Linked DNA regions of Sus scrofa: region 2 is linked to region 1. Evidence: chromatin contacts called from public HiChIP or PLAC-seq data. All regions are on one chromosome and are shown on one strand. The core of a region is the stretch at or near the end of the contact, and the rest is flanking DNA. Distances in the headings are between cores, read along the strand shown.

Region 1 (7,352 bases), core at 917-3,416:
TGCATCTACAACCTACACCACAGCTCACGGCAACGCCGGATTCTTAACCCACTGAGCAAGGCCAGGGATCGGACCTGCAACCTCATGGTTCCTAGTCGGATTCGTTAACCACTGCGCCACGACGGGAACTCCCAGCCCTGCCTTTCTGTCTCCAGCTCAGCCCTCCCAACACACGAGTGTCTGCCTAGCCGACCTGTCCACTAGCTTTTCTAATAGACACTCCACACTGGATAGGTCCAAAATTCAGCTCTTCTCCACCATCTTCCAGTCTCATTCAGCAGCAACTCTATCTTTTTTCTCCTACTTTGAAAACCATATCCAGAATCGGAGCACTTCTCACCAGTTCCAGCACCACCCCTGGCCAGAGAGAACCTCCCTGGATCACCTCCGTGGCCCCGGTTTTGCTGTTATCTCCTATTCGCAGCCAAGTGTGATCCTTGTAAAGAGTCAGCACCCAGCTGTCTGGCAAAACCCAGGCCTGGCTCCCCATTTCTTTCACATTAAAGCCCATAAAATGTCTGCAAGGCTCTGTACAATCGGCCCCCTCCCAACAGACATGCTCTCGTTATTACATTTACTGCCTATTGTCTGACTACAAGCTCAGCAAGGGGTCATATATTGGCACGTAGAAATATGTCCTGAATGGATGAAACGACTACACTAGCATTTAATTGCATAGTGGGAAACGCTATGAACAAGATGTGCTGCTATAAGAAGAAATTCAGAGGCAGAGCCAGAAGCCCGCTGCATGCGGCTCCAAGCCCAGGGCTTGTGCCTCTAAGGAAAACGCTCAACCGAGTGCCTGACACAGAGCAGAGGCTGCCGCACGCTAACTGAAGTGCAAACTGAAGAGATCTCACAAAACAGGGAAAACCTCCCCTCAGCCTGTCTCAGAGGCTGCCCAGCCATCCTCCCCTCTCTCTGTCTCCCTGCAGGCGCCCATGCTTCCTTAAAAAGCAAACAGTTCTCAGGAGGAGGAATAAAAGGACAGCCACCCGGACAGAGCCAGCTCACACTGGCTGTGCTAGAGACACGATGCCCAGGGCCGCTCTTCCCTAGGACTTTCCGCAAGTGAGGGGGCGGCTTGGATCTTCCGGGGGACGCTAGATGAGCAAGGAACGACTGCAAACAGGGAAGACTTAGTCTCACCTCGCCAGTTGGGTGGAAAGAGGAGCGGATCCTAAAGGCGCCCGAGAACTTGGAATAAGGTTGCCCTCTGCCGGCGAACCTGTGAAATTGGCCGATAAGCCGATAGGCCAAGAACGGCTGGACTACACTGTAAGCGGCGTGCTTGCATCTGCGATGCGCCCCATCTCGCTAAAAAGGGGAGACGCAGGTCTAGGTAAGGGCGAGCCTTAGGAAGCTCATGTAAATATTTGATCACAGTGAGATGGGTTAACAGGCTGTCCGAGGCTGATGTCCCCATACCTTTGATTCCTTTAACTCCCCTGCTCTGAGCTCACAGAAGCTTTGCCTGCTCTGGCCTCCCCTTGGGGCCTGCCTGCAGGGAGGGGAGGCACCCACAGAGGCACTCACAGGCGCGGACCCCAGCTTCCCTTTCTTGGTGTCCATTAATAAATGACAATCCGCGTGGTTAGATTCGCCCAGCCTTTCCCAGGAGGGTCATCCGAGCGAGGCCGTCGGGGATGTGCGGGTTCCACACGCGGGGGCCCTGGGTAGGGTCGCGAGAGGGCGAGCGGGGCCCCGACCCCCTAAGCTGAGCGCTGCCCTCCCGCAGGCCACCTGACTTCCTGGACTGGGATCGGATCCCACCAGGGGGTTCAGAGAGTCCAAAGAGGCCCAGAGGGCAATGCAGAATTGGGGAGATGAGAGTGCAACTTTCTGGAAAGACACCAAGTCTTCCCTCTGACCCTCAAATTCTCCCAGCCCTTGGAAGGGGAGGAAGGACGCGATCCGGCCACCGGGAAGGAGCCTGGCAGTGCCCCTTGGCCTTTGCCTATTTCTTTGGGTTCATTCCGCCCCTCCCCACCCCTCACCCCCCGGCGCCGAGTGGCACAGAGATGCAGGGGCCGGGTGGGTGTCTAGGGTGGTGGGGGCAGCCGTGTTCGGACGCGCAGCTCCTCCCGCGCAGGCCGAACCCCAGACTGGAGCCTTCGCCGTCGGACTCGACCCGCTGCCCTCACGGGGAGCGCCATCTGGAGGCGGGCGCGGCAGACAGCGATAAAGGTGAAGAAAAGCTCCTTAAACCCTGGTCCTTTCCTCCTTAGAGCCTTGGAGGGGGTGCCCCCGAGCAGCGGACAACCCCCAAATAGAGAATTGAGGGCTACCGACCCAGCAGCCCTCTTCCTAGAAAAGTAGCTCCTTCCACCACCGCCCTCATGGGGCTTGGGGAGTGGCCAAAGGAGGCGCCGGGTTTCCTTGCCGATGGGAATCGTGTGCGTGCGTGTGTGTGTGTGTGTCTGTGTGTGTGTGTCCTCCGCAGCTGCACAATCGCCCGCTTTCGAGACCGAGCACCGCTCCATCTCCTTACACTAGCGTGGAGTGAGAGTGGGTTAAGTTTATCCCGGCTTCGGGCCCGGGAGTCATCGCATCTCTTCTCGGCGCGGGAAAAAGCAGGCTGCGTGGGACTGGGAAAGGCACGCAGTCGCCCAGAGCAAGGGGCGGTGCGGTCACCTGGCCGCCTCCCTGGGAACCTCGGGAACTGGGTCAGCCACCTCGCAAGGCGGGACAGACTGGATCCCTCCCAAGAAAGGGAGCGGCTTTCTCTCCGGCCCACCCCAAGGGAAAATAAACGGTCTCTGGCACTGTCCCGCATTCCTGATTTTTAACAAACTACTGCTGGAGGCTGGCCACTGTGTTTGCTCCTGGGGGTTGGAGGGGAGCAAACCCGCCCACACCCAGGCCTGCGGCGGAGCCAGCGCCCCCGCAGCGAGCTCTCCCGGAACAATGCCTCTTTGTAGCGCGCCCTCCCGGAGGATGCTGCCCTCATCCTGGCAGGGCCCGCCCCGCAGAGGACTCCGAGGACATCGCCAAGCCTCACTCTCCCTGAGAGCTCTTCCTCGGCCTGGGCAGAAAGCAAAGCAGCCTTCCTAAGCCTTCCCAGGGGTGGGCGGGAAGGGCGCTAACTTTTCCAGCGCTCTGGGTGTGTGTCAGCCTTGGGTTCCTCCCCGACAGCCTTATCCAGAGAATTATGACCTGCCCTTAGGTTATGTGCCTGGCCCTAAGACGGTAAAAGGCAGAGGGGAATCTCTAACTCAGCGCTGTTTAAGAGAAACTGTGTATACGTATATAATTTTTTTTTTCTTTCCATCGGCCAGGGTGGAGGGTCAATGCCATTTTGACATTGTCCCTGGCACTCGCTTGACTCAAGTTCTTCCATATGCCCCAATCAATAACATTTTCCCACCCCTCTCCTTCACTCATCTCCTTGGTTGCCTGGTAGCAGTGGTCACAGTGTCACGGGGGGGGGGGGGGGGGGGGGGGGGCCCTCTGCCTCCTCATGGGGTTCTGGGAGGACAGTGCCTTCTGTTGGCAGTTGCTTCCAGAATGGTCCTCTCCCCTCCTGCGGCTCAGCCTTCCCTCAACGCTCACACCCACCTCTCAGAGCACTGCCAGGACCCAGGAGCACCTGGGCTCTCCCAGCCACTCTGCACGAGGCCTGAGCCTCAGGGGTGCTGTGGATAAGGGCTACACCCACCTGCCTTTGAGGAACTATTTGGCAGCATCCACACAGGATAGAGCCGGTCCCAGACCAAGGATGACGGCCAAAGGCACAGGGCAGTGGGTGATGGCTCTGGGGTCGCTAAAGAACTACAGACCCACAGTAGAGACTGCATGGCTCCTTGGGTAAATACTAACATGGGGGTGCTGGTTATCTGGGGGGAGGCATAGGTGAGGTATCTGCACTGACAGCTCCATTCCTCACAAACTTCTTCTCCCAACACCGCCACCCCAACAAGGCTGCCTGCACTCTTCCTCTATTTGCACTGGCAATGGACCACTTCTTGCCGGATGCCTCAGTACACATGGAAAGCTTAATATATTTGAAGGAGGCTTGTATGCTATATGGATGCCAAGACACACGCACACACACAGACTGAACTCAATAAATACAAATAAAATGCCCTTCACTGGGCAACCGATCCATGCAAAATCTGCAACCTCTGATGGATCCCGACTGTGTGGATCGACCAAAAGGAAGGCCAGGGTAATAATATACCGACTTCATGGACCTCAGTAACATTTTTTTTTTCTTTTTGCCATTTCTTGGGCCAATTCCCTTGGCGTGTGGGGGTTCCCAGGCTAGGGGTCGAATAGGAGCTGTAACCACTGGCCTACGCCAGAGCCACAGCAACGCGGGATCCAAGCCGCGTCTGTGACCTGCACCACAGCTCAGGGCAATGCTGGATCGTCAACCCACTGAGCAAGGGCAGGGACCGAACCCGCAACCTCATGGTTCCTAGTCGGATTTGTTAACCACTGAGCCACGACAGGAACTCCTTGGACCTCAGTAACTTTGAGGCAGGATGGTCAAGTGAAACGTGTGTAGCCTCCCATCTGGCTCAGAATCCCAGTTCTGACACTCACTGTGTGACCTTGAACCACTTATTTAACCTGTCTGAGCTTCAGATTCATCTTCCACAAAAATAGACATAATAATTCTTTATCTTGGCAGGCTATTATGAAGAGTGAATGAAATAACATATTTTAAATTTCCTATAGTACACAAAGTATTCATTTCATTGTTGAAAATTCTATTAGAACTGAAGCCAAAAATGATTTCTGTGATCACAGGCTTAAATCCTCTGGAGACAGGCCATCAGAGGTCTTTGGGAGCCTCAAGCAGAATCTGCAGATATTTAGAAAGGACAAAGAGAAGGTAGAATGAAGCCTGGGGGTTCAGGGACTTATTCACTCTTGGTTCCCACTTTGGGTGCACAGGGCAGAAGCATGGTGTACTGGCAGCATGAGTATGTTTTGGCAGCTTTTTAAAAATTGCCCCCTTTAAAAAAATTGTCCCCTTTTTTCTTTTCTTTCCTCCTTTTTTCTGTCTTTTTGGGGCCACACCTGTGGCATAGGAAAGTTCCCCTGCTAGGGGTCAAATCAGAGTTGTAGCCGCCGGCCTACACCACAGCCACAGCAACACCAGGTCCAAGCCACATCTTCGACCTACACCACAGCTCATGGCAACGCCAGATCCTTAACCCACTGAGCAAGGCCAGGGATAGTATTTGCATCTTCATGGATACTAGTCGGGTTCTTAACCTACTGAGCCACAGCAGGAACTCCTGTCGCCTTTCTTGTAATAAATGTGTCCAACTCTAGTCTCCTCCCTTCCCTCTTTCCTTCACTCCTTTCTCCTTCTCTGTTTCTTTCCACATCCACGGGATTGCAGTTCGCCCTTCTGAATCTCACTTTCCTCCTCTGGAAAGCTTGCCAGAGTAATTCATGCAGTTGTAATAAGGATTAAATGAGATGACATGTATTCAACAAATCAATCCTATTTCCCTTAAGTGACTTCATCTTGTCCTCTTCCCTGTGGACTTCTAATGCTCCTTGGTCCCCAATCTTCCCATTTTCCACAGAGACTGAAGGTGAGACTGGACCAGGCCCAGACACGAGGGATGGGACTGGGATTCCTTTACTGCATCCCACCCTCTGGGCTGCGGCCCACTGAGGATGAATGTCTTTATGGTTGGCTGTTAATATCAGCTAACAGTCTCCTACCACCAGCCTCTAGACATGCAGAGTTCCCGAATCATTTACTTTTAGGAACTCCCCCTGGGTGTGTGGTCACAACTCGGAATCCTAGAGTAAATGAATTCAATACTGTAAGTTGATTCGATTTGGGGCCAGGCCTAAACTCAACAACATTAAAAATGTACCACCCTGCACCAAGGACTCTTTGGACAGGTTGTATACAGGGACTTGGAGTGTTCACCTTCGCACTGTGTTTGGGCTTAGAGATCTGGCTTCTCCTTTTTGAGGAGAGTCCTGAATATTCTAGAGCCCTGCAGGAAAGACTCTCCCGATAAGACTCTCCTGACCCCACCCAAGACTCTCCCCTCTGCTGTGTTGCCTCCCTTGACAGCTCAATCTGAGTTGACTGCTTGATGCATTTATCTATTCTGTAGCCATTTACTGTGATGCCTGCTATGGGGCCATGGGGAGGGGGGCAGTAATAAAGGTTCAAGGCCCTTTGCCCCTCATCGGGATATCTCTGAAGCGCTAGCTCCGCTTGAGAATGCTTCATGGACCCACTGAGTTCTTCCAGTGCATCACAGCCACCTTCTCCTTGGCGAGCTCCTGTAGTTTTATGTTCACCTGCAAGTGTGCTCCCTGAGCACTTCCCAATTAATCTCCATTCACACGCATCTCATCGCAGAGTCTGATCCCTGGGGAGACCAACCCATAACTCAGAGCTTCCTGGAAAAAACATGGAAAGTGGACCAGGACACACCAGTGTTTATGCCTTTTTTTTTTTTTTTTTTTTTTTTTAGGGCCACATCCTTGCCATATGGAGGGTCCCAGGCTAGGGGTCTAATCGGAGCTGTTGCTGCCAGCCTACACCACAGCCACAGCAATGCCAGATCCGAGCCGCGTCTGTGACCTACACCACAGCTCACGGCAACGCTGGATCCTTAACCCACTGATCGAGGCCAGGGATCGAACCCACAACCTCATGGTTCCTAGTTGGATTTGTTTCCACTGCGCCACAAAGGGAACTCCCACACCTGTGTTTTAATCCTCCTTCTGTCACTTAGTGGTGTGTGACTTGGGGCAAGTTATTTAGCCTCTAGAAATTTCATTTTTCACCTGGGGGAAAAAGATTATTGTGAGAATGAAATGAGTTTACATAAACTGTGTAAGAGCCTGGACCACGGGAGCTGCTCCCTAAGTGTTAGCTCTTCCTTCAGTGGATTTCTCAAAACAATATCCCAAATCCCACTAGAACTATGTTTCTAGATTATACATTATTATTATATTTCTAGTTTATACATTTTACTAGGATTTGTGTTTTTATATTCTTGAAAATAATACTCCATCTTTGAAAGTGGTGACTCTTTCATTATTCAGTTTTTAGAATACTGCTTTAGGTAAAGCTTAATGGTTAAGAAATCAGAGGAAAAGGAGTTCCCATCAGTGGTTAATGAATTCAACTAGGAACCATGAGGTGGTGGGTTCGATCCCTGGCCTTGCACAGTGGGTTAAGGATCCAGCGTTGCAGTGATCTGTGGTGTAGGTTGCAGATGCAGCTCGGATCTGGCATTGCTGTGGCTCTGGTGTAGGCTGGCGGCTACAGCTCCTATTCGACCCCTAGCCTGGGAACCTCCATATGCCGCGGGAGTAGCCCTAGAAAAGACAAAAAAAAAAAAAAAAAGAAAAAAGAA
Region 2 (7,489 bases), core at 2,820-5,319, 190 kb before region 1:
GCACAGTAGTATCCAAGGGAACAGAAGAAAGCTTAGAGAAGATGCGCTGCAGGAGGGGGTGTACAACACAGTTACCCACTGGAGGGGGGATAAGGGGATTCAGGCTGGAAGGCCCAGGTTATAACCTAGGCCAGCTGACCACTCTGTGGTCAGAGGGAGAGTCCTAATTGTGGTTCCTGAAAGAAGCCAGAGGTCAAAGCTGGAGCTCTTTGTAGGAACTTAAGAGGGAAAACAGGACAAGGAGACAGATGGCAAAGGGAATTCCCATTGTGGCTTAGTGGAAACGAATCCAACTAGTATCCATGAGGATGCAGGTTTGATCCCTGGCCTTACTCAGTGAGTTAAAGGATCTGGCTTTGCTGTGAGCTATAGTGTGGGTCACATATGTGGTTTGGTTCCTGTGATGCTGTGGCTGGGGCGTAGGCCAGCAGCTGTAGCTCTGATTTGACCCCTAGCCTGGGAACTTCCATATGCTATGGGTGTGGCCCTAAAAAGAAAAAAAAAAAAAAAAAGGAGACAGATGGTAGGAAGAGGAGGAATGAGGCAGGAGCAGCATCTGAGGCAGATCAGGGGAGCTGTAAACTATTCAACCCGGAGGCCATGGGTGTGTGAGGGCTCCATTCCCACATGTGCCTGCCGTGTGGTGAGAAAGAGCTGACAGCTTAAAGGCAGTGAGCAGGACAGGACAGGGAAGCATCAGGTCAGCAACAGTGCTGGTGGGAGCAGCAGGGTCCACATGTCAGAGGCACATAATCCCCAGCCCACATCATCAAGAATGAGCTGTTGGCACCAGAAAGAAAGGGCATTTGAGATCAGAACACCAGTTGCTTAGATGGGAAAACTGGATGTTCAAGGATAGATAGCATGAGGCATTCCAGGGTCCAGCAGAGAAGTAGATGAAGGGAAAAGAGGGATTTCGGAAAAGCTGAGCTATTCATTTTTGAGTTGCTTCTCTTAATTGCTCTCTCCAGGCTCTGTGCCCAGGCAAAGGAGGGTTCAGATACTTAGCCACTTAGCATATCTTTATTGAATAACTTCTCCATGCTGGACACCAATGTAAGCACTGAGGACATCACAATAGAAAGACAGACATGAAGTAGCTTATTCTTAAAGAGGAAAGGCAGATAATAAATAAGCAAACAGAAAGATAAAATTATTTCAGGTGGGGAAAAGCATTATAGATACAATGAAACAGGGGAATGTTTGAGAAAGTGACGACATGGGGGCAGCAAGGCTTCTTGAGACAGGTAGTCAAGAAAGGCCGTCTGAGAAGATAGTTGAATTGAACCTAAATGACCAGAAGGACATAGCTCTCGGCAGACCTGGAGGAGGCATATTCTGGCAGACGGAAGCAGCTCCCTTCCCCCTAATTCCCCAAGGTCCGCGTCAGAAGATGAAGAAAGCAGTACCTCTGTGTCATTTCTTCTCTTCTTAGATTTTCCCCAAGCCTGGATATCCACCTGGAAACTGCCCATTTGTTTTATTCCTTCAGCATGCATTAAGCATCTCTACGTGCCAGGTACTATGCTAGGCCCAGGGAATGTGCTATAATATCATCACTGACATCTGACCACAGACCAGGGGCAAGTCAGTGAATGAATCCAAATTTTAGACCGAGAACAGAATTCGATACTCACTGTCGACTCCATTTGGGTCAAACTTAAACTAGGGAGATGTGGGCGTAGGGGGGCTAAGTGTGAGTGTGTTTATCCAGATCAATGTGGACCTGGCAGCAGATGAGCTCACAGACCAAAAAGCCAAGTTTGCACATTTATTTCGCCAAGGCACACATAAGGTAAATCTTTTTGCACAGTGACAGGAACTGCCCGAGCCTCAGCCAAAGCAAGACCTGTTACACTCTGGAAAGCCAAGGCTGGGTCTGAGATAGTCATCCTGCCGCAAGGTTCACACGAAGCTGAAAATACAGAAGAGAAAAACAATGATCTCAGCATGGTAATTGCCAATAGGTGAACAAATGAAGCAGACAGAACGCGAACAGCCATTTGGCCGTCCTCCAGGAGAGGGGAGAGGGTGTGTGGCCAGTGCCCGTGTGGCACCTGCAAGAGTCGCACAGTCCAGATTAACCCGGTTAACAGTCGAAACCCAGTTATCCAACCATTCCAGCTCCTCCACATTCCCTGCTGCCCAAAAGCTTTCCTGGGGGCCTTGGAGGGAGCGGAGCCAGGAACTAGAGGGAAGAAAGGTGACAGTCTGGCATGAAGGGGAAGAGGGTGTCTTTTTTCCCCAACCTTCAAATATCCCAGTTGATCCTACTCTGCTAATATTTTCTTTTCCTGTGTGGATGTTCAGCCCCAGTGGCCAGCAATGTCCAAGGAAGCAGGAAACTTTGTTTTTGTTTGGGTTTGGCCAGGCTCTCTGGGCCTCCAGCTTGTTGTTTTATTTTAAGAAAGTGGCTGTGTGTGAGCTGGGGAGGCTTATGTGAGCTGGGGAGTCTGTTCGGAGCAGGTTTTGAGCAGAGATTTTTTTTTTCAAGTGCCCCACTTTCCAGAAGGGTTTAGTCCTGACCGGAACCAGGGGTGGGGGGGGGAGCTGAGTGAAAGACTGGAAGGGGTTACCCTGCCCCCACCCCCACCCCCACCCTGTGCGGATTCTGGCCCGGGGGCATTTTTCCTTGCACATGTCCACAGTGAGGGTGCTAATACCTGAAACCGCCCCATCTTGCAGAGATTCTGAAAGGATCGAGTTACCCTGAAAGTCACACAGGTACCGCCGCTGGCCTCCCCCAGAAAGCTCTCGGCTTGAGCCCGGGAAGAACACTGCCACATTTTTCTTGGCTTTTTATAGGGTGTTGATCCAAGGATCTGTTTTTACATTTGAATGCAGCGGTCGACTGGAGCATAATAGATGGCAGACCTTTGTATGGAATCTCTGTGAGGCTTCAGCAGGGAACTGTGGGCTGCAGCAAAGAACTGCTCTGTCAGCAGCTCAGCCCCTGGGCCCTCGTCCATGTTTTCCTTATTTTTAAAGGAGTCATTGACCTTCCACAGGCCTGGATCAAAATGGGGCGAACAAAAATGCTGCCAGACACGGCGGGATTGGAAGAGACTTCTTTCAGGGGCTGGAAAGGGCTTCATTGGGTCTATTTACTGTCATGGAAATTCTGAGTGTGACTTAGAGGCCTCCCTGGCTTGGGGCCAGATGGAAAGGTTTGGGGAAAAAAAAAAAAAAAGCAGAGACTCGATGGGGGGAGTCGAGGGGGTGGGAAAGCAGCTGCCCTGGCACAGCCCCCAGAGGGAGGCCAAGAGCCCCGGTGCCTATTGTGCAAAAGCAGATTCAGGAGTCCCAGCCAGTGTGGACCAAGGGGACAGCAACCGATGCCACTGCTCCAGGTGGCCCAGCTGGATGAGCATGCTGGGCATTTGGTCACAGTGGTTCTTGCCAAGGGAGGTCGCACCCCTCACGTCCTTCTTGCTTCCTTCATTTATTCATCATTTGTTCACTCTGCACACAGTTCTTATGCGTCTCCTGGGCTCGAGAGGGTGCTCAGCAACTGTGCTCCCTGCTGAGAATATAGAAATGACCAGCCCAGTCTGTGCCCACTACTCTGGAAGAGGACCGTCTAGCAAAACAGCTCTGCTCCTACAGGAAGCCAGACCAGAGGGCTGCCCTGGGTGGGGCCAGTCTCCCGCCTTAGCCCTTCCCCACGGGCGCTCTCCCCGGGCCCTTCAATTCATGCCAACCATCACCACCAGAATTCCAGCCCACCCAGGCCAGGAAGAGCTTCGTCCTCCGCAGTAGAGGCTGGCAGCGTCCAAGGGCACCCGTGTCCTCCCAGGTTTGGAAACCCCCCCCTTCAAGTGCAAAGGATGTCGGAGCTGCAGCGTCCCCCCTCCCAGGGGGATTTGCATGTCGAGGAGGATTATCGCCTCAGCTGAAGGCAAGGCTCCCCAGCACAGGCTTTCAGGTCTGGGCAGGAAAAGTAGGGTGTGGCGCGCAGTAGAAGAGAGACTTCCTAGAAACACAGATGTCACTCTGGGTAGGCAGCCTGCCCGTCCTGGGCTTTAGGCTATTCTGAAACTGAAAGGGGTCTGGAAACCATCTGGCAGGGGAGAAGAGACCAAGCCCGGGGCAAGCAGCCACGAGGGCTTCTCTGCTGCCCCTTCTCCCGGGCAGGCCTTCCTGAGCTCCCTGCAAGCACGGACTTGTTTTCTGCTGAGCTCCTAGGTTTGGCGTGTGTGTGTGTGTGTGTGTGTGTGTCGAATTGTGTGTGTGTGTGTGTGTGTGTTTACAGCCAGAAGAGAAACAGCCCGTGGGGAAGCGTGTGAGATAAAGGGGTTAGAGAAATGGCCCAGAGCAGAGGAGAGAGAGCGGGTTGGTTCTGGCCCGCCTCCAGAGCCACTGGTATTTTCTGTGGTTGACAATCCGGGCACTGGGCTTGAGGATGAAGGCTGCCTTCCGAGCTGGGGGAGGGGAGGCGCCTGGCTCCTTGGAAAGTCTTATTAACACCACGCTAATGGCCTTGTCATTAATCATCAGGGTGAATTTGGGCTACTGGGGTTGTGCCTCTAATGGTACAATTGCTATCTTTATTTCGGGAACCTCTGAGACGTAGACGTCCCTCTGATCAGGATTCCCATTACCACTGCTCTCTGTAATTCCAAGGAAACTTCTAGAACCAAGCGAAGGACGGTAGTGTTCTGTCTTCCGCTTTACAATTCTATTCTCAAGATTTCTAGATCTCGTTAACACTGATTTATCTACCTGGGTGGAGACAAAATAATTCAAAATATCAGACAACTTAAGTGATGAGTTTTTATATACCCCAGTACAAATACGGTTTTTTTTTTTTTTTTTTTCCGCCTCCCAACTGTCTTACCTTTCTTCTTACTGGGATAGAGTTAATAGAAACAATTCCATGAAAAGGAAATCTGTTACTTTTAGAAATAAATCAATTCAGACATTGGGGTGACGTTTAGTTTTATGCTATCTGTAAAGAAAAAGTTTGCTTAGTAAATAAAGACAGTCAACACAATCCCAGTGCAATTTTGTTAAGCCTACTTGGAAAAATACATACTTTAAGAACTGGAACAGCAGTCATGTACACGTAAACATTTTTTTATGCTACTTCAAATCATTATCTTTTCTTAAAAGCTGACCCTCAAAGAACCTCATTGATATCATTTTTAAACCTCATTTTTACAACCCTACCCCTATTAGAAAAATAAAATTCAAAAGCTTTATTCTTTGCATTGATGTTCCTCAAAGTTAACTTGAGTTAATGATGTTGGTATATGTTAGTGGGTCTACACTCTGGGGCTACTAAATGGATGGGTGGATAGGTGGAATCTAGAAAAAAATCTGATTTCTGTCCCCATTTCTCTCAGGTAGAGGTTTCAGGGTCTCACTCAGGAGGCTCTTTGGGACCTAGAAAGTCTGTCCATTCCTCTCAAGAATTCTTCACCATCCAAGACACGCTTCCACCCATGACAGACATGGCAACTCACTAACTCCAGGCCAACTCCAGCCTGATCCAGAGTATCCCCTTTTCCACCCCATCACTTGCGCCTACCTTGGTTTTTCGGCCAGTTACCCATTTGGATTTGGCTCTGCTTTGTATTCACCTCCCCAGGATTTGGCAACCAGGATGTGCAGTGAACAAATTGACCTGCAGACGGATCTAGGATTGAAATTCAGCTTTGAGTCATCACTAACCCTTCTTGACGCCTGATCTTCTCCTGCAACTTTTTTTTTTTGGTCTTTTTGCCTTTTCTAGGGCTGCTCCTGCAGCATATGGAGGTTCACAGGCTAGGGGTCTAATCGGAGTTGTAGCCACCAGCCATAGCCGCAGCCGCAGCAACAGCAATGCCAGATCAGAGCTGCGTCTGCGACCTACACCACAGGTCATGGCAACCGCAAAGCCAATGCTGGATCCTTAACCCACTAAGCAAGGCCAGGAATCGAACCCGCAACCTCATGGTTCCTAGTCCAATTCGTTAACCACTGAGCCACGACGGAACTCCATCTCCTGCAACTTTTGGCAAGTTGTGTTTCTGCCTCACTCCCCCAGCCCAGACCTCCCCTCCCCCAGCATCCTCGCCAGGCCCAGACTGTGGAGAGGGAGCAAGATTAGACAGTCTTTTCACAAACTCTCTCGGGAACGCCTGTCTCTGATGTAGGTTAAACTCCTACTGGCTGCTAACTATCTGGTTGCCAATCTAGACAGCCTTGGATTCAGCACAGCTCTTCTTCCAGAAGATGTAATTAATGCTATTTAGGGAGACATGGTTCTCTGCCACTAGGTTGTGAAACCTTCCACTCCAGAGTGAAATGATTGATGACTTCCGTACTAAGCTCTTTCTATGTTCCTCATCTCTTATTTTCCCTTTAATAGCAGCATTCTTTTTATTCGGCCAAGAAAGCCCCTTTATTTTTTTCTTGACTTTTCAATAGACCCAAACATTCTCCATGAATCTAATTCTGTCTTTAATACTTTCCCAAAGTCCCAAAGTTTTCGCTAAAAGAGTTTTTAATATTTTATTTACAAAACAAGAATACATTAAACATAAGCACTCAGCTGCTACCATTTTTATATAAGATAGAAGTATAACATAAATCATATTTTTGTGTATTAAATATGAAGTAAATCCTCTGTTCTTACCATAGCTCCAGGGGACCTCTGAGATAAGCTTTTTTTATTTTTTTATTTTTTATTTATTTTTTCCCTTATGGCTGCACCCAGTGCACATGGAAGTTCCTGGGCCAGGGATTGAAACCAGCCACAGCTGCAACCTACTGGATCCTTTGACCCACTGTGCTGGGCTGAGGAATCCAACCTGCACTTCCACAGCTACCCAAGCCGCTACAGTTGGGCTCTTAACCTGTGGTGCCACAGTGGGAGCTCTTCAGATAAGCCTTGATGAAGTTTTAAGTGCCTTCCCTTCTAGACTTTTTCCAGCTTTCCACAAACAGGCATTGACATTTTCAAGCCAAATATCGAGTTTTCCTTGATTCCTCTTTGCTTCTCACCACACATGAACAATCAGGAAATTCTGGTGATTCTTCCTCCAACACCATCCAAAATCCATCCCATGCACTTCTTTTCATCTGCATCTTTGAGTTCAACCAGGCCACCCTCTTGTTCCACCAGTTGGCTGTGAAAGCCTCTAAGAAGTCTCTCCACTCTCACCTCTTCCCTTTAACACATCAATATGCTTGATGGCATGCAAACAATACAAACCAACTCAAGTTGACAAGAAAGAGGATTATTGGAAATTTCTTGGGAAATTCACAGACTTGATAAGAAGGCAAGAGGACTAGTCTCAGACTTTGCAGAAACACATGGAGGCCGAGGAGGTGCCTCTGTAAAATCACGGTCTAGACTGAGCTTGGTCAGCATGTGAGGCTGTCCTGCTAGACCTGGACTTCTCTCCGGCACAGAGAGTCTGGACCTCACTGGCCCCCTGGCCTGGCCACCTCTGCCACCACTGGAATAAATCTACCTTGTCCAAGCTCTTTGTACCCCTGGAAC

What was found. HiChIP or PLAC-seq counts read pairs in DNA pulled down with a chosen protein or histone mark.
Region 2: a contact with region 1 is called in an H3K27ac HiChIP or PLAC-seq map of skeletal muscle. The contact joins two enhancer-like sites. A contact is called at or near these places in 4 of 47 Hi-C or Micro-C datasets (embryonic fibroblasts, epiblast stem cells, fetal skeletal muscle and 1 more) and 2 of 2 datasets of contacts at active chromatin or transcription factors (alveolar macrophages and skeletal muscle).

What each region holds. Positions count from the first base shown.
Region 1 is chr9:27,182,750-27,190,101 of Sscrofa11.1, reverse strand. No RefSeq gene overlaps it. Among named protein-coding and RNA genes, the nearest start is that of ENDOD1, 52 kb to the right of the region's middle. Within about 2 kb of position 2,166, at least 39 of the 83 cell types and tissues checked have an H3K27ac peak or open chromatin away from gene starts, as enhancers often do. A contact at or near this core is called in skeletal muscle, where this site is marked.
Region 2 is chr9:27,378,396-27,385,884 of Sscrofa11.1, reverse strand. No RefSeq gene overlaps it. Among named protein-coding and RNA genes, the nearest start is that of MIR7143, 76 kb to the right of the region's middle. Within about 2 kb of position 4,069, at least 36 of the 83 cell types and tissues checked have an H3K27ac peak or open chromatin away from gene starts, as enhancers often do. A contact at or near this core is called in skeletal muscle, where this site is marked.